Linked DNA regions of Mus musculus: region 1 is linked to region 2. Evidence: chromatin contacts called from public ChIA-PET data. All regions are on one chromosome and are shown on one strand. The core of a region is the stretch at or near the end of the contact, and the rest is flanking DNA. Distances in the headings are between cores, read along the strand shown.

Region 1 (6,723 bases), core at 970-3,469, 180 kb before region 2:
ATCCCAGGCTTCCACATCTGCAGATGAACCAACCTCATGTAAAAATAGTATAAAGAAAGAATTGATCTGGACTGGAATGCACAATGGGTTTTTTTTTCTTGCTGTTATTTCTTAAACAAAGCAGTATTGCTGTCTGAAAAGTATTTATATTGAATTGGGCATTATGCATAATCTAGAGAGTATTTAAATGATACAAAAAATCGCGTAGAAACTATTTGCCAAAGTGAAAGCATTTTTTTATAGGCAAGCCTGAGCATCTGTAGTTTTGACGATATCTACAGGGATCTGGAACCAATTCCCCAGTGGATAGAAAGGGACCACTGTACTAGAAAAAACACACATCTGTTCACATACCAAAATAGCAGTATTAACCAAGGAAAGGGATGAGGATGGATTCCTGTGAGACAAGAACACTTCACGTTTTGCTGGGTAAGAAACCCAGAAGGAGAAGAATGGATTCATAGATCCCAGAGCAGACCTCAGTGTGGATGTACTGAGGTCCCTTTTAACCCCCACAATTCCCTCTGGGGTAGAAGCAATGGGCTGTGAATTAGAGGTGGGAGTTGTTGTTGTAGTTGTTGTTTTGTTGATTTGTTTTGACTTTTCAAGATAGGATTTCTTTGCAGTCCTGGCTGTCCTGGAATGAGCTCCATAGACAAGGCTGGCCTTGGATTCAGATCTACTTGCTTCTGCCTAGGGAGTGCTGGGATCAAAGGCATGTCCTACCACCACTAGGGTGAGAGATGGGTTTTGATCTCAGCTCTACTCCCTACTCGTGGCCTTGATGTTAGCCTCTGCTCCTCAGTTCTTTTTCTTAAAAGTAATTTCTCTTGGTCACTGGTTCTCAGAGCACAGCCCTGAGAGCAGGTTCACCAGCAGGACCTAGCAACCTATAGAAACACAAGCATTGAACCCAGTCTCCATGGCAGAGGGATAAAGTCTGGGATGACCCCAGACAATGGTGCATCTATGATGCCTATATCCTCCAGCGTTGGTGCTGTGTGTGGAACAGATGACCATGTATAAATGCAAAGACAGGACTGTTGACCTATGGTGTACCTTAAGTGACCATGTCACCTGAGTTCTTTCATTTCTCACCTTTACACAGTCCTTCCTCCATTCATCTGCAGATCCAATTCCTTTCTGTGTTTCTCTCTCTCTTTTCTTCCCCATCCCAAGGCAAAACAACAGTCTAACATGCTCACCCCTCCTAGGCCAATTATTGACAATGCAGTCCACATGCTGATGAAAGAACCAATTAGTGAAAATGCCTTTTTTTTTTCTTTTCACCGAACAGAAAAGCACTAACTGGCTATTTAAAGTCATGCGGGAACTGCCACACACAAAGCCCGATGATTTGGCTGAATTTTTCACTTTCCAATTGCTTATGTGGGTGCTGTGTAGACAAAACCCAAACTAATTACTCTGTAGGTCGCTGGCTTTCACCACAGCAACAGAATGTGGGAGTCATGGACAGAAGATGCAGCCAAATGGGGTCCCTGGGAAGAGGAAATAAGCCATGTTTCCCCTTAAATCTGGCCTGTATTTATTGTTAGTAAAAGCTCATAATGAAAATTGCTGCACTCAAGTGCTGACAGGCACATTCAAATGAACAGAGCCTCCGTACTTGGCACATGTGGACTTCACTCCATGGCACTTGTTTGTGTAACATTTCCATCATTTACCAGAACTTTGTTTTTCTAATCACTAGATTGATAGAAGTAAGTATGGAGTATCGGGGAGAAGGGCAAAGCTTAGAAACAAATACACAAGCCCGCATTTGTATCAATCCATTGGCTTAATTGATAATCAGTGTGTTTCTATTTGCTTTAAAACCAATTATTGTGATTTAGCTGAATCAAAGGGAACTCTCCCTTTAAAGCTTAATTTGAGATACTAGAAATAACTTTGAAAATGTCACAATTTCAATCAAATTTATTAGGCAGATTATATACTATCAAGTGTCAATTCTGTCTGGGCAATTGTCGGCGGGGGGGGGGGGTGGGGTGGGGTGGGGCGCTTCAAAAATACTGTCAGCAGAGAATTTGGCACCATGATCTGGGGGTAGTTCTCGAGTCTGTTCACACAGCTCTGGATTCTAGTGTCTTTGACATTGATGGGCTTACCATTCTTCATCTTCTTTCTCTTCAGTCTGTCTTTCAACTCTGCGAAGCGGCACTGAGGCTTCCTCTGAGAAGTCAGCGGTTGTACTTCCTGTGCCCGTCTCGGTATCAGAGAGTGTTTCAAGGCTCAGCGGCCCAGGCCTGCCCTGTGGCTCTCCTACAGGAAGCTGCTTCTGACTTTGAAGACACGCACAAGCATGGGTGCTTCCTAAACAGGGGCGCATGCTGACGGTCCTGGCTGGGCTGGTGATGGATTTTTTTGGTTTTCTTTTCTTTCTCCTTTTGTTGTTATCATCATCTAATTTTTTCCCTAAGGGTAGGCATTTTTTCCAAGGACTGCTGTTACTCCATTTGAAAAGAGAGAAAACTCTCTCAGAGAGCTCAGACTCCTTCCACAAGCACAGGAAGACAGCTGTTGTTATCTTTAGGCCAGACTTGACTCACTAGAGAGCCCCGCTGTTCTGCAGGGTAGAGCGTCCTGAAGGGTACTGCTCTTCAAGGCAGAGCTTGCAAACTAAAGATGAATTTGCTGATGACATTGGCAACCCAAAAGGCTCTAAAGCACTGCAGAGCTCTTCCTGTGGAGGAGGAGGGTGGGGAAGCCATCAGAGCTTCTTCCAGGAACCACCCTGTCAGATGCTCAGTGCAGTGCAGTCTGAATCATGCTTGGTGGTTCCAGCACCTACTGAGCAACCTCAAACAAACAACTTGGCCTTTCTCACCTCAGCCTCCTATTAGGCAAAGTGACTGTATTAGGTAATACTGATTTTGCACCTTTGTCAAGGATGTTACTAACCACAGAGCTTTCCACTCCCAGCTTGAGCTTTGGGGAATTTCTAAAAACATCAAATGGACTCTGATGCTTCTTTCGCTTTGATGGCCCCCTGCCTCCGTAAGCAGGTTTTCATTGCTCACGTGCAATAGAAAACAATCTGATTTGCCATATCAATATTTAAAGTTAATGAACTTATAATATTCAGTCTGTAATATGGCTGGTTCGCATAAGGATTAAAGTCCATATCGAATCTGAATTTCTCACTAAGGACTGTAGTCAGCTGAAGATGTTTCCCATCAAGGTGAGTATACTACTGTCTAAGCTGTGGTCTTGGTTTTCTTTTCTCACCACTGAAACAAAAGCAACTTAAAGAAGAAAGGCTCTAGCAGAACCTCAAAGGTAGCAGAGAATACATCCAGCAACAGATGGAAGCAGATACAGAGTACCACAGTCAAACATTACGCTGAGACCTGGGAGTCCTATGGAGGGGTGGGGAAGAAGGATTGGAGGAACCAGAGGGGTCAGACACATCACAAGAACATGGCCCAATCAACTAAGTGGGACTCATGGGGACTCACAGAGATCAGGGAGCCTATAGGGGGTCTGACCTAGATCCTCTACATATATGTTTGGGTGAGTAACTTGATGTCCTCTTGAGAATCTTAACAGTGGGAACAGGGACTGTCCCTGACTCTTTTGTCTCCTCCTGGGACCCTTTTCTTCCTACTGGGTTGCCTGTCCAGTCTTGATATGATGCTTTGAGTCTGGTGTTATGTAGCTTGCTATGCCATGTTTGCTTGAAGTCCCTGGGAGGGCGGTTCTTGTCTGAAGGCAAAGGAGGGTGGGATCTGGGGGAGATGTGAGGTGGTGGGGAGACACTGGGGGAGGGGAGGAAGGGAACATTGGCATCAGAGCACTGGTATATTTGGAGTATGGAAGAACTAAGTACTGACTCCTAAATTCAGTGGCTTGAACAATGTCAATACGTTAGCTCCTTGCTCCAAGTCAGAGTGAGTGTGGTGTGGTGTGACCTGGTTCATCGTGTCTCAACATGGCTGGAGTCTCTGCTCAGAGAGCAAATTGAGATGGATGTCCATAGGCTTGGAGCTTAGCACAGGGTCTGAGGGCAAATCCTCTTCAGGTTCATCTAGGTTCTTGTCAGAACCCAGACCTTGCAGCTGAGCATCAAGTCCCGATTTTCTGGAAGTTTATTATGTAGAGCCACCTTGGATGCCTTCGGGATACACAGACTCTATTTAACGATGTTGCGGGAAATCTCCAACCCAAATATGCCCAGCAATGAAAACGCAACTCAATTAATATGAATACATGCTGTGCACCTAGATTGGGCACATCTACCACTACACTATCATCTTCACCATCTGTGAGACCCCATATAACTTGTAGTTTCTCCAGGCCATGTGCTTCTGCTCAGCTGTTCTTCCACCTCCTCCTCTGTCCTCCTTGTCCTCTCTCCCTTTCTCTCCCCAACCTTCAACTCCACCTTCTCCTCTTTTCTCTGCCCAGTCACCAGCTCTAGCTTTTATTTTACAAATTAAGGTGGGAAGCAGGTTTACAGGAAATCACCTGAGTGCTGACTCATTCCTTGTTCACAACCCCTCACCGGAGAACGGAATTAACATCAAATATAATTAGCCCCAGGGCTAGTATCCTCAACAGAACTCTCCTGTTCAGATATCTCTAACAGCCTCTTCTGGTCTCAGCCAGAAAGACTCTAGTATTTAGGATATGTGTTCTTCTGTTGCTCCAATCAAGGCTACCCTCCCTATGTCACAGTATCTATTCCAGACCTAGAGTGTGGGATGTAATGTTTTAAAAGACTTTTTTAAAAAATTTTTTGACAACTGTCATAAAGGGATTTCGGCCAGTGAGGGTATGGAACATAACCCTGCAATCCCAGATCTCCATAAGGAGTGTAAACAACACATGGTATGACTATGAGGGAATAATATTCACTCGTTAAAAAGAAGAGAATCCTAATGCATACCACAATGTGAATGAAGTTAGATAATATGTAAATGAAATAAACCTAATTCCACTTTTACTAGTTACCAGTCATAGGCAAATTCATAGTAAGAGAAAGTAGAATAGAGGTTACCAGGTACAGTGAGGAAAGGGAAATAAAGATAGTTATCATTTCATTTCTGAGACATTTCTGTTTGGAATGATGAAAAGATTCTGGGAACTGATTCTGGAGGCTGCTGCAGAGGAGTGTGAACACATCTGCTGCAGAGGAGTGTGAACACATCTGCTGCAGAGGAGTGTGAACACATCTATCAGTGGCATTAAATTACACACCCGAAATGGTTTGAATAGTAAACTTCATTTTGTGTGTGCGTGTGTATGATACTTCTTATCACAATAACGAAAAATTAAATGTTGAAATAAAGGAGAGCTTAAGAAATCCCTAGGAGGGATTACAGCCTGAAAGAAGCAGTTTGCGAAGGAGATCATATGAGGGAGGGTGGGGGAAAGATATGGACTGGGTGGAGGAGGGTCTGTCATATTTTGGTTCTTTCTGGTTCTGAAGCCAGGAGTGACCTGCCTTTTGTTATGCCATGGCTCTTGTTCACACAGGCTGCCTGGAGAGCAAAGCTCATCTGTTTTCATTGGCATCTCAGGACCTCAAGGGTTGGTGGTACAAGTGTGAGTTAAGTAGTTGATAGTGAATAAATGTCACAATGTTGAAATTCTGGGAAACAAAAGAAAGAAGGCAACATAGTGACTGAGCACTGCTTAACAGTGGCCTTCTTTGTAAAGCAGAAAGGTGCACACTAACTCTACAAGTTGATGGCTGAGATCCTCAGGTTTATAACAATAATGCAGATGTCTGACCCTATGACTGTGGGCATTTTCCTTGATAAGGAAATATACTTTCCACCTTAAGGTCTTGTGTTGTCTCCTCTCCCTGGAATGTCAGCCTTCTGTCTCAACACAGTCACACCCTCCACCTCCTCTACTCATTCAATGTAAAAGCTGCCCTTAGAGATGAGCGTGTTCCACTTACTCAGATATACTTGGAAAACCCCTGTGAAGGTTTAGCCACTCCTTCCCCAGGCCTGGTTCGCCTCCAATCATCCCATCTGCCTTCTTCTTCGAACGCACATGTGCCTTTCCTGCTAAACTGCAGATTTAAATTCAGTACGGGGGTGGGGGGGGGATATCACATCTGCTTGGATGGGACAAACGGATGAGATAGAACCAAGTGGGTGTGAAGCACTCACTCACTAACATGTCTCTGCCTAAAACATAAACCACAAAGAACAGAGAGTAGCCTCTTCCAAACAGAACTGTTTCCTTTTGATGTTCAGTGTGCCTGTGTCATATCTAAAGAGACACTTGGAGGAGCCACATCTTGTAGTCTCTGCAGTATTAAGTTTCCTGGTTCTTTTTGTTGCTACTGTTCTTAGACAAGGCCTTACAATGTAGCTGGTGCTAGCCTGGTACTGGCTATGTAGACCAGGCTGACCTCCAACCCAGAGAGAGCTTCCTGCACCTGAAATGTTGAGGTTAAAGGTGTGTGCCACCGTACCCATCCATTTTCTCAGCTCTTTGTTCTCATATCCAAGATACTCCCAGGTTTGCTGATGATTTAACTGCAGCAAAACAATAGAGGTGCCCATGTAAGGAAAAGGTGTGTATACAAATAGTTACTAATTCTAACTCAAATCCAAAATTCTGACCCTGGATTCTATCTTCAGTTTAAAGGGAAATGAAAAGAGTGAGCTCTCTATTTGAGACGAGGTCACGTGGTCTGAACCCATTACCTAGAGCATGGTTCTCTTGCCTGTAATCCTAGCACTT
Region 2 (6,436 bases), core at 3,599-6,098:
TGTTTATGAAGGCCACTGGGTGGTCTTACCTATCTATCTATGAACTCTGTGAACTCCATTACTAACCCGCCAACCTGGGTGTGCCCACTGGTACAACAGCAACTGTTATGAGGATAACACACTGCTTTCTGATTGGCTCCAAGGCCTGTTCCACCAGAGGGATTTCATGCCTAACACTGTAAGCAAGACATCTATGCCAACTCCCTGCCTCCAACCCCAGGCTCAGGAAACACTGTGAGATGAGGCTGAAAGAATGTTGAAAGAAATAGGAAGGGAAGCAATGCTATAAAACACTGTCTTCTGGACACCAAATGACTGTTTCTCCTACACATTCACAGCAATAGTGGTTACTGGGCAAGCCTAGGCTCACCAACAGCCATTATTGATAAGGAAAGGACTACAGAACTCCATCCCTCCCTGAGGACTGAACAGCAGCTAATAGTTGGTTGAGAGAACTGGGGGAGTCATGTTTTTTAGTGGACTAGCTCTGCTAAATTGTCCTTGCTGGATTAAATAGCCTTTCGCTCATGCCCAAGCAAACAACCCTAATTAAGGGCAGTAGTGTGTATATGTGTGTGTGTGTGTGTGTGTGTGTGTGTGTGTGTGTGTAGATATGAAAGTTGGAGGGAACTTATTGGGAAGACAAGAACTTTGATAGGAGTGGGGAAGGGAATAAGAGATTGGTTCCCTGTACAAGCAGGCTAGTTGAGAATTTTCTTCTCGTAACAGCATCAGAAGTGGAAGGGACAAGGTCTACCATACAAAGCTGTCTGCAGCCTGTGTTACATCTGCTCACATCCAGTTACTGAAGCAACTCCATGAATCTTAAAGTGAACCCTTCTCAAGGGAAGGTCAGTGAGGAAGTGTTTGCTGAAAAGTTGATGATTTCCTATTTCAGGTGAAGACTGAGGCACGCAGAGGGTAAATGGCTTGCTCGGATCACACATTAGCACCTTGTGGGTGACCTTCCGGGCTTTATGGGGTTTCCCAGGGAAGGCGGCAGTGGGGGTGTTGGAGGTTGTGGTGGCAGAAGTTGTGATTGCTAGGGCAAAGGTGGCTTGCTTTTGGTAATATTTAAAACTCTTTGCTCAGAAGTGCATGCTGACAGGAGCCTGATATAGCTGTCTCCTGAGAGGCTCTGCCAGTGCCTGACATATACAGAGGTGGATGCTTGCAGCCAACCATTGAACTGATCACAGGGTCCCCAATGGAGGAGTTAGAGAAAGGACTGAAGGAGCTAAAGGGGTTTGCAACCCCATAGGAAGAACAACATTATCAACCAAGAAGAGTTCCCAGGGTCTAAACCACCAACCAAGGAGGGACCCAAGGTTCCAGCTTGTGGGGCATCAATGGGAGAAGAGGCCCTTTGGTCCTGTGAAGACTTGATGCCCCAGTGTAGGGGAATTAGAGGGCAGGGAGGCAGGTGTGGGTAAGAGGGTGGGGTACACCCTCATAGAAGCAGGAGGAGGGGGAATGGAATAGGGGGATTCTGGGGGGGGAGCAGGAAAGGGGATAACACTTGAAATGTAAATAAATAAAATATCCAATAAAAAAAGAAAAAAGAAAAAATTCAGAATAAAATGTAAAGCAAACAAGCAAACAAACAAAACTCTTTGTTATCCGAAGGTTTCAGGTAATTGACTCCTGTTGTGTAGCAGCAGGGAATTAAGTAAAAGATTGTTAGAGTTCCTTTCTTGCCCAGGAGCCTCTTGCTGGCCAGGTGAGAGGCTTGGAACTTACTAATTTTTTTGTGAACCAGAGAGAAAAGGAAAGGAAAAAAGGGGAGAACTCAAGCACACACATAGACACTTGCACCTTCTACATATAGCAGAAATGGTTACACTTCCTTTCTTCGTGGCTAGCAGCAATTTTTATAGCTTTTCAGACAAAAAGTTCTCTATGTAAGAAAGAATTACCTCAGAGATAGAATGTTACACAAAAGGGGAGTTACAGAGAGGTATCCATAGCAAGTTCAAAGCAGTGTTTCATTCCATACGCTCATAAATTCAAAGCAACAGTTTTTTTTTTAATTAGGTATTTATTTCATTTACATTTCCAATGCTGTCCCAAAAGTCTCCCACCCACTCCCCCACCCACCCACTCCCACTTCTTGGCCTGGCGCTCCCCTGTACTGAAGCAGATAAAGTTTGCACGACCAATGGGCCTCTCTCTCCACTGATGGCCTACTAGGCCATCTTCTGATACATATGCAGCTAGAGACACGAGCTCTGGGGGGTACTGGGTAGTTCATATTGTTGTTCCACCTATAGGGTTGCAGATCCCTTTAGCTCCTTGGTTACTTTCTCTAGCTCCTCCATTGGGGGCCCTGTGATCCATCCAATAGCTGACTGTGAGCATCCACTTCTGTGTTTGCTAGGCCCCAGTATAGTCTCACAAGAGACAGCTATATCTGGGTCCTTTCAGCAAAATCTTGCTAGTGTATGCAATGGTGTCAGCGTTTGGAGGCTGATTATGGGATGGATCCCCGGATATGGCAGTCTCTAGATGGTCCATCCTTTCGTCTCAGTTCCAAACTGTGTCTCTGTAACTCCTTCCATGGGTGTTTTGTTCCCAATTCTAAGAAGGGGCAAAGTGTCCACACTTTGGTCTTCGTTCTTTTTGAGTTTCATGTGTTTAGCAAATTGTATTCCTCCATTGTTGGTGGGATTGCTCAAGATGCTGAACTCCAGAAATTCAAATAACCTCATTAAAAATGGGGTACAGAGCTAAACAAAGAATTCTCAACTGAGGAATACCGAAGGGCTGAGAAGCACTTGAAAAAAAATGTTCAACATCTTTAATCATCAGGGAAATGCAAATCAAAACAACCCTGAGATTCCACCTCACACCAGTCAGAATGGCTAGGATCAAAAATTCAGGTGACAGCAGATGCTGGCAAGGATGTGAAGAAAGAGGAACACTCCTCCATTGTTGGTGGGATTGCAAGCTGGTACAACCACTCTGGAAATCAGTCTGGCGGTTCCTCAGAAAATTGGACATAGTACTACCGGAGGATCCCGCAATGCCTCTCCTGGGCATATATCCAGAAGATGTTCCAACTGTTAAGAAGGACACATGCTCCACTATGTTCATAGCAGCCTTATTTATAATAGCCAGAAGCTGGAAAGAACCCAGATGCCCCTCAACAGAGGAATGGATATAGAAAATGTGGTACATCTACACAATGGAGTAGTACTCAGCTATTAAAAACAATGAATTTATGAAATTCCTAGGCAAATGGATGGACCTGGAGGGCATCATCCTGAGTGAGGTAACCCAATCACAAAAGAACTCACACAATATGTACTCACTGATAAGTGTATATTAGCCCAGAAACTTAGAATACCCAAGATATAAGATACAATTTGCTAAACAAAGCAACAGTTTTTAAATGGCCTTGTCTTATCATAGTGCACACCTGTGGCTTCATCCTTGGACCTGAGTGTTTTTCTTTGAACACAAATTTGTCCCAGGTCTATAATTCTTTTTAGTGTAATTATGAAAGCTCATTGTATTCTTTATTATGTAGCCTTTACTTTATGAGGAGGGGGTAAATTCTATTCCTGATTCTAATTTTATTACATCTTTTAGGCAAAACAACTAAAACCATGTAAAAAACTTTCTTCCTAAAATTATTTGAATCAAATCAGGAATTCTATGAAATCATTAACTCATCTAAGCAGCATTAATTCATGAAAGTTTATCTTTATGTCGATCTGCAGGAAATCTGCTCAATACAGTAGGCTAATGTCCAGAAGTTATTATACTATGTAATAGTGACTGGGAAAGGCATATCAGCTGCAAGAAGCAATCTTGAGAGGAAATTTCTGAAGGCCTTGCTATTCAGTTTACCCATCACCACCATGCAAAAATGGTGGGTCATCTCTAGAAAAGTCACCTGCATGCCTTTAGCCTATCCTAGATGGCTCTGACAGCATCTGATAGAAATAGAAGGCAAACCCAGGTGGAATAGCCTCAGTCCAGTCAGTGTGGAGCTAACTTAGACAAGTGATGTGAGGACAGAAGCTTAGTGTGCCTACAATACTGTGTGTTCAGCATCAGCAGTGATTGGCACTCAGTAGGTGTTTAATAAAGATTTTTTTTGTGTGTGTGAGAAGCCAAGTGAACTCATTATGGTACCTGCTTGGTGCTTTTAAATCATACTTGAAAAAATATTGAGAAAAAGCATGCCTTTCTTAAGTGATGGATTTATTACTCTGAGATACAAATTTTCTAGGGAAACGCACTTCTTAATATCTACTGCAATGAAAGACTGGGTTTATAGAGTAAATTATTTCTGAAAAAAGAAACTATTCTGCTGGAGAAAACCCAATGACAAGTTAAAATTGCACTGGCCTTGGTGAATGTGGCAGGCTCTGTCCAGTGCAACGTCACTGTTCTGATGGCAGCTAGGAAGCTACATTCTTTGCTACATATTCTTTTACTATTTTGTTACATTTAAGTCCTTGAAAAAATCTTACTTTAATATTAGTATTTTTGCTCAAAATGTTCCTTCCCCAAATTGAAAGTAGTTTATTGACTTACAATGTAACGTAACTTATTCTTTCTCTAAACTTATTGAATAAGCAATTCTCTGTGTACGATGTGTGTGGCAGCATTTCTTGCTACCTAACTACTTTGGACCATACTTCATCCACAGTTAAACATTGAGCATTTAGCCCCAGCTTTCTAGGGATTAGATAAATTTACCATGGCGGCAAATTTAGCAGGACTATCTGCTCAAGACAGTACTGCTGAATCCAGAGCCGCTAACTAGTCCTGGAACATTTCTGGGATCCCCAAGATGCCCAGGGGAGGAAAGCAGAGAAATCCAGTTGATTTCCCGGTCTCTGCCTGAGAGCTACCGGGCGACCCAAGACTCTCGCTCCTCCCTCACTCCCGGGACGGGGCGGGGCAGCCATCTCCCTGGCAACGGGACGCGCTGCAGTCCGAGCCACCTCGCTTCCAGTGCACCTAGCTCTGCAGGCAGAGCGGCTGGCGCTGGCTCGGTGATAGCCTCCTTGGCGCACGACTCCAAGAATCCTCTCTAGGTACGAGATGGCAGCACAGGAGGAAGGGACTGTGCTGAGGCTCAGCCCCTCAGAGCAGGAGGACGAGGAGGACGAGGAGGCGGCGGCTGCAAGGAGAGTGCAACGCTTTGCCCTAGACCCGCGGGTGCGCTTCCTGGGAGGCCGTCTGCGCCAGGCGTTGAGGTTCCCGGAGGAGACGTGGGGCCAGTATCTGGAGAGCGATGACCACCGGCAGGTCCTAGGAGACTTTTTGGAGAGCACTGGTCCTGCCAGCCTGGTGTTTAGTGTTGCGACCGCCGGGCGGCTCTCGGCTTCCCCCGAGGTAAGGCGCGACCCGAGAGGGATGCCCGCTGCCGGACTTAAACAGAACTTGAAGTCAGCCTCTTGGACTGATCCGGGTCCCCGTGTGCACCAGCTCTGCAGAAAACGCTGTACTTTAGTTTTCTACAAGGGATGCCTGCCAGAAGGGATGGTTGTCTAAAATGATGTTAGAAAACTAGCGCAGTCTGTGATGCCTGGGCTTATGGCGCCTGGGGAGCTTTTTGGGCCAAATAACTTATGTTTCAGTCCCCGGTGGAACTCTAGAGTCATATCCTTTTAAAAAACGATAGCAAAGTATTAGGCAAAACCCTTATAGCTTGAGTTGTTTCAGTATCTACCAACTACATTTTGTCCAGGAAAGAAATAATCGAGTTCTAACAAAAAGCGGGGCGGGGGACTGGCTGGATTATTGTGGCACTTACTATATTACCCCTGGCACTTGGGAGGCAGAGGAGGCAGGAGGATCTCTGTGAGTTCCTGGCCAGCCTGGTCTACACAGCAAGTTCCAGGACTACACCATGAGACCCTGTCAAAACCACAAACAAACAAAATATAAACAACAAAACCAACAATAACAACCATTAGACTGGCTGGTGTCATTTAAAACACAGAATAAACATATTTGTTGCATAGATTAGATAGTGATTTCAAGGAGCATTATCTTAGCAATTAAATTGTAAATTCTTTTTAGAACATATATTCATTTTTTATGTGTATGTATGTTTGCCCGCATGTATGTCTGTGCACCTTGTGGGTATCTGGTGCCCATGGAGGTCAGAAGAGATGTGTTGGGATTCCTTGGAACTGGGGTTACAAATTATTGTGAATTACCACCATGTGGGTGCTTGAAAAGGAAACGTCTGCCCCCACCCCCCACCCCCAACGTAAATTCCAAGTAAAGTAACCTGTCTACTTGTTTATAGCAGAGGTGTGCCCTGGAAAGTTACATATCAATAGCACTCTGAAAACTTATGTCCAATTGTCTTATTCTCTGATGTGTTTTTCTTTAAAACTGATGGTAGTTCCATGGTGTGTGTGTGTGTGTGTAGCTTGTAATTTGCACAGGCTTCAAGCTTAATAGGCAT

The links. ChIA-PET counts read pairs in DNA pulled down with a chosen protein or histone mark.
Region 1: a contact with region 2 is called in an RNA polymerase II ChIA-PET map of memory CD8 T cells, with 32 read pairs. The contact joins the enhancer-like site here to the promoter of Dnah11 in region 2. A contact is called at or near these places in 4 of 39 promoter capture datasets (the HPC-7 cell line, embryonic stem cells, fetal liver and 1 more), 1 of 484 Hi-C or Micro-C datasets (liver) and 2 of 115 datasets of contacts at active chromatin or transcription factors (CD8 T cells and memory CD8 T cells).

Annotation. Positions count from the first base shown.
Region 1 is chr12:118,372,822-118,379,544 of GRCm38.p6, reverse strand. No RefSeq gene overlaps it. Among named protein-coding and RNA genes, the nearest start is that of Sp4, 75 kb to the right of the region's middle. Within about 2 kb of position 2,219, at least 72 of the 459 cell types and tissues checked have an H3K27ac peak or open chromatin away from gene starts, as enhancers often do. A contact at or near this core is called in CD8 T cells, the HPC-7 cell line and memory CD8 T cells, where this site is marked.
Region 2 is chr12:118,197,455-118,203,890 of GRCm38.p6, reverse strand. It overlaps Dnah11 (dynein, axonemal, heavy chain 11), which reads left to right and starts at 4,848. Exons shown (of 82, transcript NM_010060.3): 1 at 4,848-5,352. The coding sequence starts at 5,059.